Regions from separate parts of the Mus musculus genome. Here regions 2 and 3 are each linked to region 1. A link is a contact called in public Hi-C and promoter capture Hi-C data. All regions are on one chromosome and are shown on one strand. Each heading gives the region's core, a stretch centred on a gene start, on an enhancer-like site or on the middle of the called end of the contact. The rest is flanking DNA. Distances are from core to core; before and after follow the strand shown. Region 1 holds the start of Tram1 (translocating chain-associating membrane protein 1). Region 2 overlaps Xkr9 (X-linked Kx blood group related 9). Region 3 has its middle 68 kb from the start of Tram1.

Region 1 (3,297 bases), core at 532-3,031:
GAGTTTGGGAAAGCATGCCATAGCTTCTTAGTCTTCCGCAATGCAAATCAGAGTCAGGAGTGGGGGAGACTGAAGGACAAGACCAAGCCTGTTTTGGGCAAGCAGGACCAGATCATGAAAGGATAGTTTTCCATGAAAGAAAAGGAGAAAACAGGAAAGAACAGTGCTTTCACAAAGAACATTCTAGATGGGGAGCAAGTGGGAACTGACCTGGAACTAAGTAAAACACAATGTTAACCAGAAAGGAAAATAATAGCTAAGTCTAGTGCCCCGCTCTCTTGAGCCTTGAAGAAGCCCCTTGGATAATTGAGGTGGACGCCATCACCCTCCCAACAAATGAAACCTACTGGCTTTGCTTCCTCGTCAGCTGTCCTAAGCTTCTCCTCCTGGTGCTTCAGCTCCACTTAACACATTGCACTTTTAAAATATTTTAAAAAGATTCTCTCTCCAGCATGAGAATGTAAGCCCATAATGATCAGTTAATTTGACATTTCCCTTATGTTCTGAATCCCCAGTGAAGTTTCTACTAGGTCAACTCTCTATCCTTACTTGTTGAGCCAATGGATACATAAGTAAGGGAATTGAGCCTCATAGAAGTAACTTGTCTGTAGAAACACAGGCAATAAGTTGAGCATAATAATAAATTGACGCAATAACCACTTTTTTTTTTTTGATTTTTCAAAACAGGGTTTCTTTGTGTAGTCCTGGTTATCCTGGAACTCACTCTATAAACCAGGCGGGCCTCGAACTCAGAAATCCGCCTGCCTATGCCTCCCAAGTACTGGGATTAAAGGCCCGTGTGACCACTGCCGGCAGTAACCACCTTTTTAAACTACCATGATTACACTGGAAATGTAATATTCCAGGCCAGGCCCCCTCCTGGCTATACTATAGCGGTGGGAATAGGGAAAGAGACTGAATTGCCTGGATTTGGTGCTATATTAGATGTCAAAAGGCTAATAAAAAGATGCAACCTAGGATTTTAGCTTCTGGACTGGGCAAGTAGTGCACTTTTTCAGAAAAAAATAAATACCCCGGGTTAAACAGAAGTAGGAGAGTGGAGGATTTGGCAAGGGATCCCTTTTCACGATTTCTTGGGATTCCTAAGTAGTGTTAATACCATGTAACAAGTAAATCTAAACTTCCAGTGGGGACCGGGGAGTTGGACAGGACAGAAAAGAGCTTAACTCTGAGGTAAGCAAGCGTTTAACACTTAGGGGATTTTTGGTTTGGTTTGGTTTTGGTTTTTGATTTTTGACTTAGAAACAAGATGCTTCTATGTAGCCCTGGATGGTATTAAACTCAGAGCACTTCTCCTGCCTCAGCGTCCCAAACAATGGGACTACAGGAGTCAACCACTAGCTCATCCACAGCAACGTTGGAAGGCTCAAACTCGCGAAAAGCCCTTGAACAAGCAGGCTACTTCGTTTTTCCAAATTTTCTAGACGGTGGCTATCGCTTACACAAGTGGCCAACAAGTGTGGAACGTGGTAGCACCAAGGCCAGGGTGGGTCGGGAGGGCGCGAAGGCACCCAGCAGCCGTGCATGCTGCAGCAGCACGCGAAGGTATGAACCATTCCCAGGAAGCTCGCGCCCCAAACGACTCCCAACTCCCAGCGCGAAACCTCCGCGCGCCACTCGCGTTCCGCGACCTCCAGCCCACAGGGGGCGCTGTGGGCCACCAGGTGCGGCCACGGCGCGAGCGCGCGGTTTCTTCCTGGTGCGCATGCTCGCCACCGCTGCAGGCTGGCCTTTTTTTTTTTTTTTTTTTTTTTTTTTTTTTTTTTTTTTTTCTCGGGCCGCCCCGGCGGCTGCGTACTGGCTGTGGGATGGGAAGTGAAGCCCCAGCGAGCGGCTGCGGCGGGGCTGTGCGGAGCAGCCAGCGGGAGGCGGCGGCGCGGCGGTGAGCAGCCGAGAGCTCGGAGCGGGGCGGAGGAAGCACCTGCAGGCACAGGCGGCGGCTCCACCATGGCGATTCGCAAGAAGAGCAACAAGAACCCGCCGCTGCTGAGCCACGAATTCTTGCTGCAGAATCACGCGGACATCGTCTCCTGCCTGGCGATGCTTTTCCTGCTGGGGCTTATGTTCGAGGTGAGCCCTCCTTCCCGGACCCCGGACCCCTGGCCAGGCCCGCCGACCCTAGCGTACCCGGCCGGAGCTGCGCAGCCCCCCGCGGCCCTGCAGCCCTGGCCCGGTCCGGCCCGCCGCCCCCTCCCGCGCCGCGCAGTTCCTGCTTCCCGCGAAGGGTTACGTGGCAGCCGGCGAGGGGCCGGCGGGGGTGGCGGGCGCGGCCGTGCTGGCCCTGCGCGATGGGCGGACCCGGGGCCGGGGCAGCGGGGCCGGATGACTAACAGGGACCCCTGCTCGACCCCGACCCACGGCCTCGGCCGCTGCCTGCGCGGAGGGCGAGGACCGGGTGTTCGAACCCGGTGGCCCCCTGCCCGCCGACGGCCGCTCGTCCAACTTTCCGCCTGGGCTCTGGACTCTGGGTTCCCGGAGCATCGGGTCTGATCCCGATGCGAGGCTCGCAACAGCTGTGTTGAGGAGTTGAGCGATTTCCTTTCTTGAAGCAGAGGCGATGAGACTGTCAGGAGTGTGTAAATTCTCTTCCCACAGATCTGAGTATTTTGATGACTTATTTAACAGCTGTTGAATGTGGGTAATAAAGTTTGCAAGGTGAACCTGTAACATCCTACGGGTTTTTTTTTTTTTTCCACCTTCCTCAGTACTTCCGCCCACTCCCCTCCCCCTTCCATTTTTTTTTTTTTTATCTGTAAGCCACTGAGTCTCATTAAATATATTGATATATTGATGATTACCATTTTGTCTCCTCTCTCCCTGGCATGTAACCTAGTGAGGATAAATATTTTGTCATCCATTTTTACTAGTCTTTTTCCGCTGTGAAGAATCGAGCTTTAAAGGTTTGAGTTGAAAGCAAGGAACTAATGAAATGAGACAGCCAGTGATGAAAAGTGATTACGATTTTGTTTTTTGTTTTCCATGGAGCCAATTTGGTGTCATTAGATAATTTTCTATGTTATATGATGTTTTTTCTCTTCCAAAAGTCTTTTCTGAATCTACATGTAAGTACTTCTTGTTCTTGATAGTGTCACAGATGGTTGTAGCCACTTAACTAAGGAGGGTTGCAGGGTGAAGGGCAAATAGAACTAGTCAGAACGCTTACTAGATAACCCAACTCAGATACGCTGTTCATCCTCCCTTACATCGCTTGTACAGGCCTCACAGCTGCCGTTTGAGGAATCAGGTAATTCGGCTTAGAGAAGTTTGACAGTATTA
Region 2 (3,297 bases), core at 487-2,986, 110 kb before region 1:
TAGTCAGAGTTAAAGATAGAAAGAGGGTAGATCCAGAATACAGTCAAGATTCCCAGGGTGCCTAGCACTCTTACAGTATAATAACAAGACATTGGGCATTTGGTATTCTGCCCCTTGATATTAAAAAATGTAAACACAAGGATGAATCCAACCACAATCCTATATAAGAACTCCATACTTACAGAATTACAAAACTGAGTATGGTTTATAAATGCCCATATGAAGCCTGTGATCCAAAGAAATAATAGCAGAAGCAAAGCAACCCTCACATCTACGAACAGCAGAAGTACAACACTCAGCATCCAGGATAACAAGGTAAGCAACTTGTAAAAGAGATACATGAGTTTGGGCCAGAGTCCTCGGAGAAGATTTTTATCGGGCAATGATTTTCTTAAAGCTATTTGATAGTCAACAGTTGACCAAGAAATAGCACAGCAGGAAACCATGATGACCATGCCTACAAAAGAAAAACAAAAAACACACTAGGTTAGAAATGGTAACAGTAATATTAGTAACAATAAACTAGCATGTGCCCTGCATGCTGTAGCAGTGTAGACACATGCCATAGCTTATATGTCTAATTCTTCGATATCCCCACATTGCATTAGTAGAGCTGAGGAAAATTGAAGAAATATATTCCTTGACTCTTATTGTGCAACTAGAAAGTGATGGAACTAATATTTATTGGTAGGCTAATCAACTGTATCATACTACTTTAGAATTATCTTGAATAGATTCAATAAATAATACCTTGGCTAAACACTACAATTGTAAGTCTTGGTTTTCTACACTATTTGGCTTTAACCCTATACCATACTTAATTCACTGGGAGATAGCTTAATGGATTATGAGACAGATAAAAAGAAAATTTAACATAAGTATACATCATTAACAAAATAATTTTTCAGAACCTACAGACTCTACATCATATGAACAAACAGACTCCAAAATTTACAAAGTTCTATAGATTTGGCACCTTTACCAGCACACAGCAGAAGTTCATTACTGTTCTGAAAATACAAGTCATTACTACCTCACTCAAAGCAGAGGATGGTTTAAAAAGTGAAGCAAATAGAAGCAAAGACAGAAAGAAATAGTCACAGAGAATATAGAATATGAGTCCTTTCGGGTACTTAGTATCTGAGGTCTATACATGTACAGCCAGATTTCCAATGTCATTTCTTGACAAATCTTCTTACAAACGTCTTTCTCCTCTCTTGATTTTGGCACAAAACACTAAGAACCTGGACTTAACTTTTCTCCTATTCTTTAATTACAATACTGCTTTCTCCTAAATTATCTGGTGTGTTGGGTTTTTGGTTTTTTTCAATGTTATATCTATGGCTGTCTGGCCTGCATGCGCCTGGTGCCCATGGAGGTCAGAAGAGGGCACTGATCTCCTGGAGCTGGAGTTAGGGATAATCATGAGTCATCGCATGGCTTTTGGAACCTGAACCTGAACCTTGTGCAAGAGCAGTAAATACTCTTAACTGCTAACCTATCTTTCCTGCCCATGTGATGTGTTTTTATATTGGGGGATGTTTTTTTTTTGGGGGGGGGGGCTTGGCTTTGTTTTGTTTAGTTTTGTTTTTTGCTTTGTTTTGCTTTGCTTTCCTTTGTTTTTGCTGTGTTTTGTTTTGTTTTGTTTTGTTTTGTTTTGTTTTGTGAAACAGAGTCCACTATGTAGTCCAGGGTAGTTTTAAACTCAAGTTAAGCTGTGTGCTTCCAGCTCCTGAGTGCTGGGATTACAAGTGTACACCACCATGCCTGGCTTTAATCTCCACCAAATTAATGCATATGCATAGTTTTAAAAGTTCTACAGTCCTTGAAGAACCCAGCAGTCACTCGCTTTAGCTCCCTTGACAGTGAGCTGTAACCCCCAGAAGATGTCCCTTAGAGCTCCCCTAGTTGTCCCTTTGACACACGCTGTCATAGTTCTACACAAAGCACAGTCTGAGTTTATCTGTAGTGGACCTGCTCACTCACTTCCCATTCAGAGAAAGGAAAGCTTGGCACATATAAATATGGCCGTCCTCCAGCCCTCTCCCTCCAACTCCCCAAAGAGAAACAAAATGGTGTTTAGCAAAAATCTTCAATGTTCACTTAATCATAACGACATCAGTAGGGCTTGTGTTGGCTTGGGGCTATTTTTTTTTAACCTCTCAGAAACTATATCTTCTTCTTTTAGAGCATTTTTGCTTCCTGTAATTAGCATTTGCCTTCCTTCACACTTGATTTCTGTCTCCCACACTCTGAGAAGTCATCAAAACTGATGACTCCTGTTTGTGAGACTCAGAAAAGCCCTCAGGGTACAAACGCCTTATTAGTTCTAGTCAGGCTGAGAGCATTCCCACTTCCATATATTACATCAGATATTTTTCTGAGAGCATCCTCAGTTCCATATGTTACCTCAGATATTTTGCATTTAGGAAAGTCTTTCTAAGTATCGTATACAATGCCATGTTTTCAGTGGAAGGGTTGCCTATGAATCCTTTAGTCCTTAAGTGAGAAAGCTGATGCTCATAGCCTACTTCCCATCTACTTCCCATGCTGAGTGGAGAGATGAGTTCCCAGACAGCAGGGCAGGAGAGGTCCTGGGTGGGCAGATGTTCCCTGCTGGAGCTTAGAACAGACTCATTTTGCTCAGTGAATGGCTGCCCTTCTCCATATCTGAACAGATGTAGCCTCTGAGTTGTGAGGAGAGGGTCTCCACTGACACCATCCTGCCATGCTTAGCAAACTGAGAAGCAACAAGCACTCCTTTTCCATGTGCCTTAGGGTACTCAGTGCAGCCACTACCCAGAGCTAGAATAAACAAGATGGTATACTATGTTAAGATGACAGACAACCCAGGAGGACTTCAGACTAAATTCTTCCAGGCTCTGCCCACCCTCCACACCCTCTGCCCAAAGATTGAAATATAGATAAAATTGGACTTTGGAGCCTGAGTCTGTCATCCTGCTCTTTCATGCAGCTGGGCCAATCAGTGATCAAAGAAACCAACCTCATCACTATTGGCCCTTTGCCACTAATGACTTTGTAACTAGAGAACTCACAACTCCCCCTTTTTCAGACAACCCTCAAGATTTAATTTCTTAGAGATAGTCCTCTTCACCCCACTTAAGATGATTTCGAAGAACCCTTGTAGTTCTCCTCACCACAGACAGAGGCCAGGAAAGAGGCCAGGAAACTGGTTCCTGGTCCCACAGAGGAACTCACCAAGCAGCTATTGATACTAGCTTTTCTTAATCCACCCAGATTGGGACTTGAACACCACTAAAGATAGAGAGACTCTTA
Region 3 (3,297 bases), core at 463-2,962, 68 kb after region 1:
GCAAACCTTAGAGACATGTTTGATGTGGGTGCTTAAGAACACTTGCACATGCATGCTTTCTTAAGCACATATGCTGCTCAGCCTGTAGAATTTAAGTTAACAAAGAACATGGGTGAATGGGGTTGTGTGTGCTTATTTAAACTGAGGCTCTGAAAAGCAAATTAAAAACCTATTAAGTACAGAGAAACCCTGTCTCGAAAAAACAAAAACAAACAAACAAAAAAACCTATTAAGAATAACTCTGATTTCTCTAATAACAGAATACTGACTTGTTTTACGTCAACTTAACACAGGCTAGAGTCATTTACCTGTGGTGCATTTTCTTCATTAATAACAGATATGAGAAGAATCAGCCCATTGTGGCTTGTGCAACCTCTTCACATGTGGTCCAGGACGGTATAAGAAAGCAGACTGGGCAAGCCATGTGGAGGTAGCCTGCAAGCAGCACCCTGGTGGCCTCTCCTTCAGTTTTGGCCTTAGGATTCTGTCTTGAGTTCCTGCCCTGACTTCCCTCATAATGGAGGTTGGCCCATGAGCTGTAAGTTGCTTATAACAGCAATAGAAACTATAACCAGGACAGACAGAAACTATACAGGAAGAAGTGAACAATTAAAAAAAGAAAGAAAGAGTAAGTTATGCAAGAATACATCTATAGGATGTACAGAGTTGGTTGTCAGTCAAAAACTAATGCCTGAAAACCAAACCAGCAAGTCAGCTACAGGAAGAAGTCACAACCGCTGTTCTGTATCTTTTAACACACACACACACACACACACACACACACACACACACACACACACACAAACACACACACACACACACACACACCCCTAGACACATACATGCATATATATATATATATACACATACATAAACATACACCTATACACATATATAAACACACACCTATACATATACATAAATATACAAACACACACCTACCTACATACATACATACATACATACATATACATATATACACATACCTGCATACATGCATATGCAAAAATATACACATATATAAACACATACAAACTACAAATGGAATTTTGTCAGCTATAACTTTATGAGAGCAGGTCTCCTTTTAGCTTGTCACTTAAACTTTTCAGTAGTTACAAATAAAAAAAAACCCTTAGTCCATTGGGCTTAGAGTATTCTGGGCCTTGTAATAGGCCTAATTTAAAAGGCAGTGGGGATGCTGGAGAGATGTCTCAATACTTAAGAGTATTGTTGCTCTTGCAGAAGACCTGAGTTCCATTCCCAGTACCCACATAATGGTTCATACATAACTGCAGTACCAGGGGAATCCAATAAGCACACATAGTGTACATACATGCATATGAGCAAAATATTCACACAGACATGAATCAATAAATAATTTTTTAAAACGGCAGTGGGTGTGGGTTAGCCTGACTGGAGTGATAGTTTGCCCTCCTTTGGGCTTCAAGCACGATCAGTAATTCCTATTGTCCTCCTATTTCTCTAAGTCTCTCCTAGATCCTGTTCTCCATAAAGAAGTAGCAAACTAGGAGGTTCATGAGCTCGTGGGACTCTGCAAATCAGCCTCTACCTGGAACACAAGTGTCCTTTGACCTCACCTTTTTTCCACTCTCCTTTTCAAAGACAAATTGGACTTTGGATGGGGGGTGAGGTACTGTCCTAGGTGTGGTCCATGCCACAGTTCCTTCACAGGATGGGGACAGTGGCTTCCAAGAGAAGTTTCTACTTTCTCTTTCCTCTATTGTTTTAGGTGACTTGTTTCCTCAGTTGTTTAAAGTGACTTGTAAAACCAAAACCAAAACCAAACCAAAACCAAAACCCAGAATCTTTAGAAAAAGCTGATGATCAGTACAAAAGTTTTGATGAGTCCAACGACCACACAGCAGCAAATGAACCCCACGCAGAGCCATCCTTTACCCCCTTCTCCGCCTTGTCTCTACGCTTTCACAGTTTCATACCTGCTATGTTAATTTGCTTAGATGGCCATAAGAATGCCAAAGGCCAGCGACTTAACCAATAACCACATTGACATTTGTTTGCATTTAAATTTTACCATTCTGAAAACTGTTTAAGACCAATCTGCTGGCTGGGCAGTGGTGGTGCACGCCTTTAATCCCAGCACTTGGGAGGCAGAGGCAGGTGGATTTCTGAGTTCGAGGCCAGCCTGGTCTACAAAGTGAGTTCCAGAACAGCCAGGGCTACACAGAGAAAGAAACCCTGTCTCGAAAAACCAAAAAAAAAAAAAGACCAATGTGCTGGCTGGGCACCCAAGACATCTTCTCCTTCCTTTTATTTTTATTTCTTTATTTACTTATCTATTTTTGCATGCAGGGTTTCTCTTTGTAACCCTGGCTGTCCTGGAATTCATTCTGTAGACCAGGCTGGCCTATAACTCAGCAATCCATCTGCCTCTGCCTCTGCATGTGCCACCACACCCTGCTCAAACTCTTCTTTTCTATCTCTCACAAGAAGAGAGACTCTTAGCTGCTTCTTCCTCTTTTTACAAAGGCAGTAATCTCACTGACATAGGCTCCATCCTTATGACCTCATTTAGCTTTAGTTACCTCCACAAAAGCCCTATTTATCCTCAAGCCTTGTCACAATTCGGGTTGAGACTTCAACGAATGAATTCAGGAAGAATTAATTGATAATACCCACTTTTGTATTCTTTCTGCTATTTAGCAACCTACTTGACATTTCTGTAAAGACCCAGTTGTTTTCATAATTATTTAATCTCAATTTAGGGTTTCTGCCCTGCTTTTATCATTCAGTTCCCAGATAAAAGACAAATAACTTTTATTTTTATGGTAAAACTTAGTCAACACTAGAGCTGGGCAGATATCTACCCTCTATGCTATTAGAATCTATTTCCCCATCAATATCCCTGAAATATAACTTGCAATGTTCCATTTGCACTGCTCTTAACCCCAATTGTTCAGCCCTCAGGCCACACATTTTTAACTCACTTACCCAATGGTGGCTTCCTCCTCTCTCCTGCTTCTTCTCCTCAGACTCCCAAGCCTGGGAACTCAAGAACACTGCCTATCTCTCTTCTGCCCAGCTATTGGCTGTGGCATCTCTATTCATTAGTCAGTGGTAACTGAGGGGCAAGGCTATATAGTGTCACTTGAGTATATGGAGACTCTTTTTCCCCTAGAGGCAACCAGGCCTGTGGGCCAGTATTTAGTATTACACTATAAGAAGAAGACCAAAGCTCAACAATTTTCCTTTTTTGTCTAATTAAAAAGCCTCATTCTCTTATAATAATCAACAACATATAGTAGAAACAATTATGAA

What was found. Promoter capture Hi-C pulls out the DNA fragments that hold promoters and counts their contacts. A called contact is a pair of places that touch in the nucleus more often than the background predicts.
Region 2: a contact with region 1 is called in a promoter capture Hi-C map of liver, with 2.2 times the contacts expected there. The contact joins the enhancer-like site here to the promoter of Tram1 in region 1. A contact is called at or near these places in 1 of 39 promoter capture datasets (liver), 1 of 15 datasets of contacts at CTCF or cohesin (large pre-B cells), 3 of 484 Hi-C or Micro-C datasets (liver and nephron progenitors) and 1 of 115 datasets of contacts at active chromatin or transcription factors (DN3 thymocytes).
Region 3: a Hi-C map of CD4 T cells shows a contact between it and region 1, with 3 times the contacts expected there. The contact joins the enhancer-like site here to the promoter of Tram1 in region 1. A contact is called at or near these places in 1 of 15 datasets of contacts at CTCF or cohesin (the G1E-ER4 cell line), 3 of 484 Hi-C or Micro-C datasets (CD4 T cells, embryonic stem cells and liver), 3 of 115 datasets of contacts at active chromatin or transcription factors (effector CD8 T cells and embryonic stem cells) and 2 of 9 other capture datasets (adipose tissue and liver).

Annotation. Positions count from the first base shown.
Region 1 is chr1:13,588,394-13,591,690 of GRCm38.p6, reverse strand. It overlaps Tram1 (translocating chain-associating membrane protein 1), which reads left to right and starts at 1,781. Exons shown (of 11, transcript NM_028173.5): 1 at 1,781-2,091. The coding sequence starts at 1,969.
Region 2 is chr1:13,697,915-13,701,211 of GRCm38.p6, reverse strand. It overlaps Xkr9 (X-linked Kx blood group related 9), which reads right to left. Exons shown (of 4, transcript NM_001011873.2): 4 at 1-457. Among named protein-coding and RNA genes, the nearest start is that of Xkr9, 31 kb to the right of the region's middle. Within about 2 kb of position 1,736, at least 4 of the 459 cell types and tissues checked have an H3K27ac peak or open chromatin away from gene starts, as enhancers often do. A contact at or near this core is called in liver, where this site is marked.
Region 3 is chr1:13,520,291-13,523,587 of GRCm38.p6, reverse strand. No RefSeq gene overlaps it. Among named protein-coding and RNA genes, the nearest start is that of Tram1, 68 kb to the left of the region's middle. Within about 2 kb of position 1,712, at least 11 of the 459 cell types and tissues checked have an H3K27ac peak or open chromatin away from gene starts, as enhancers often do.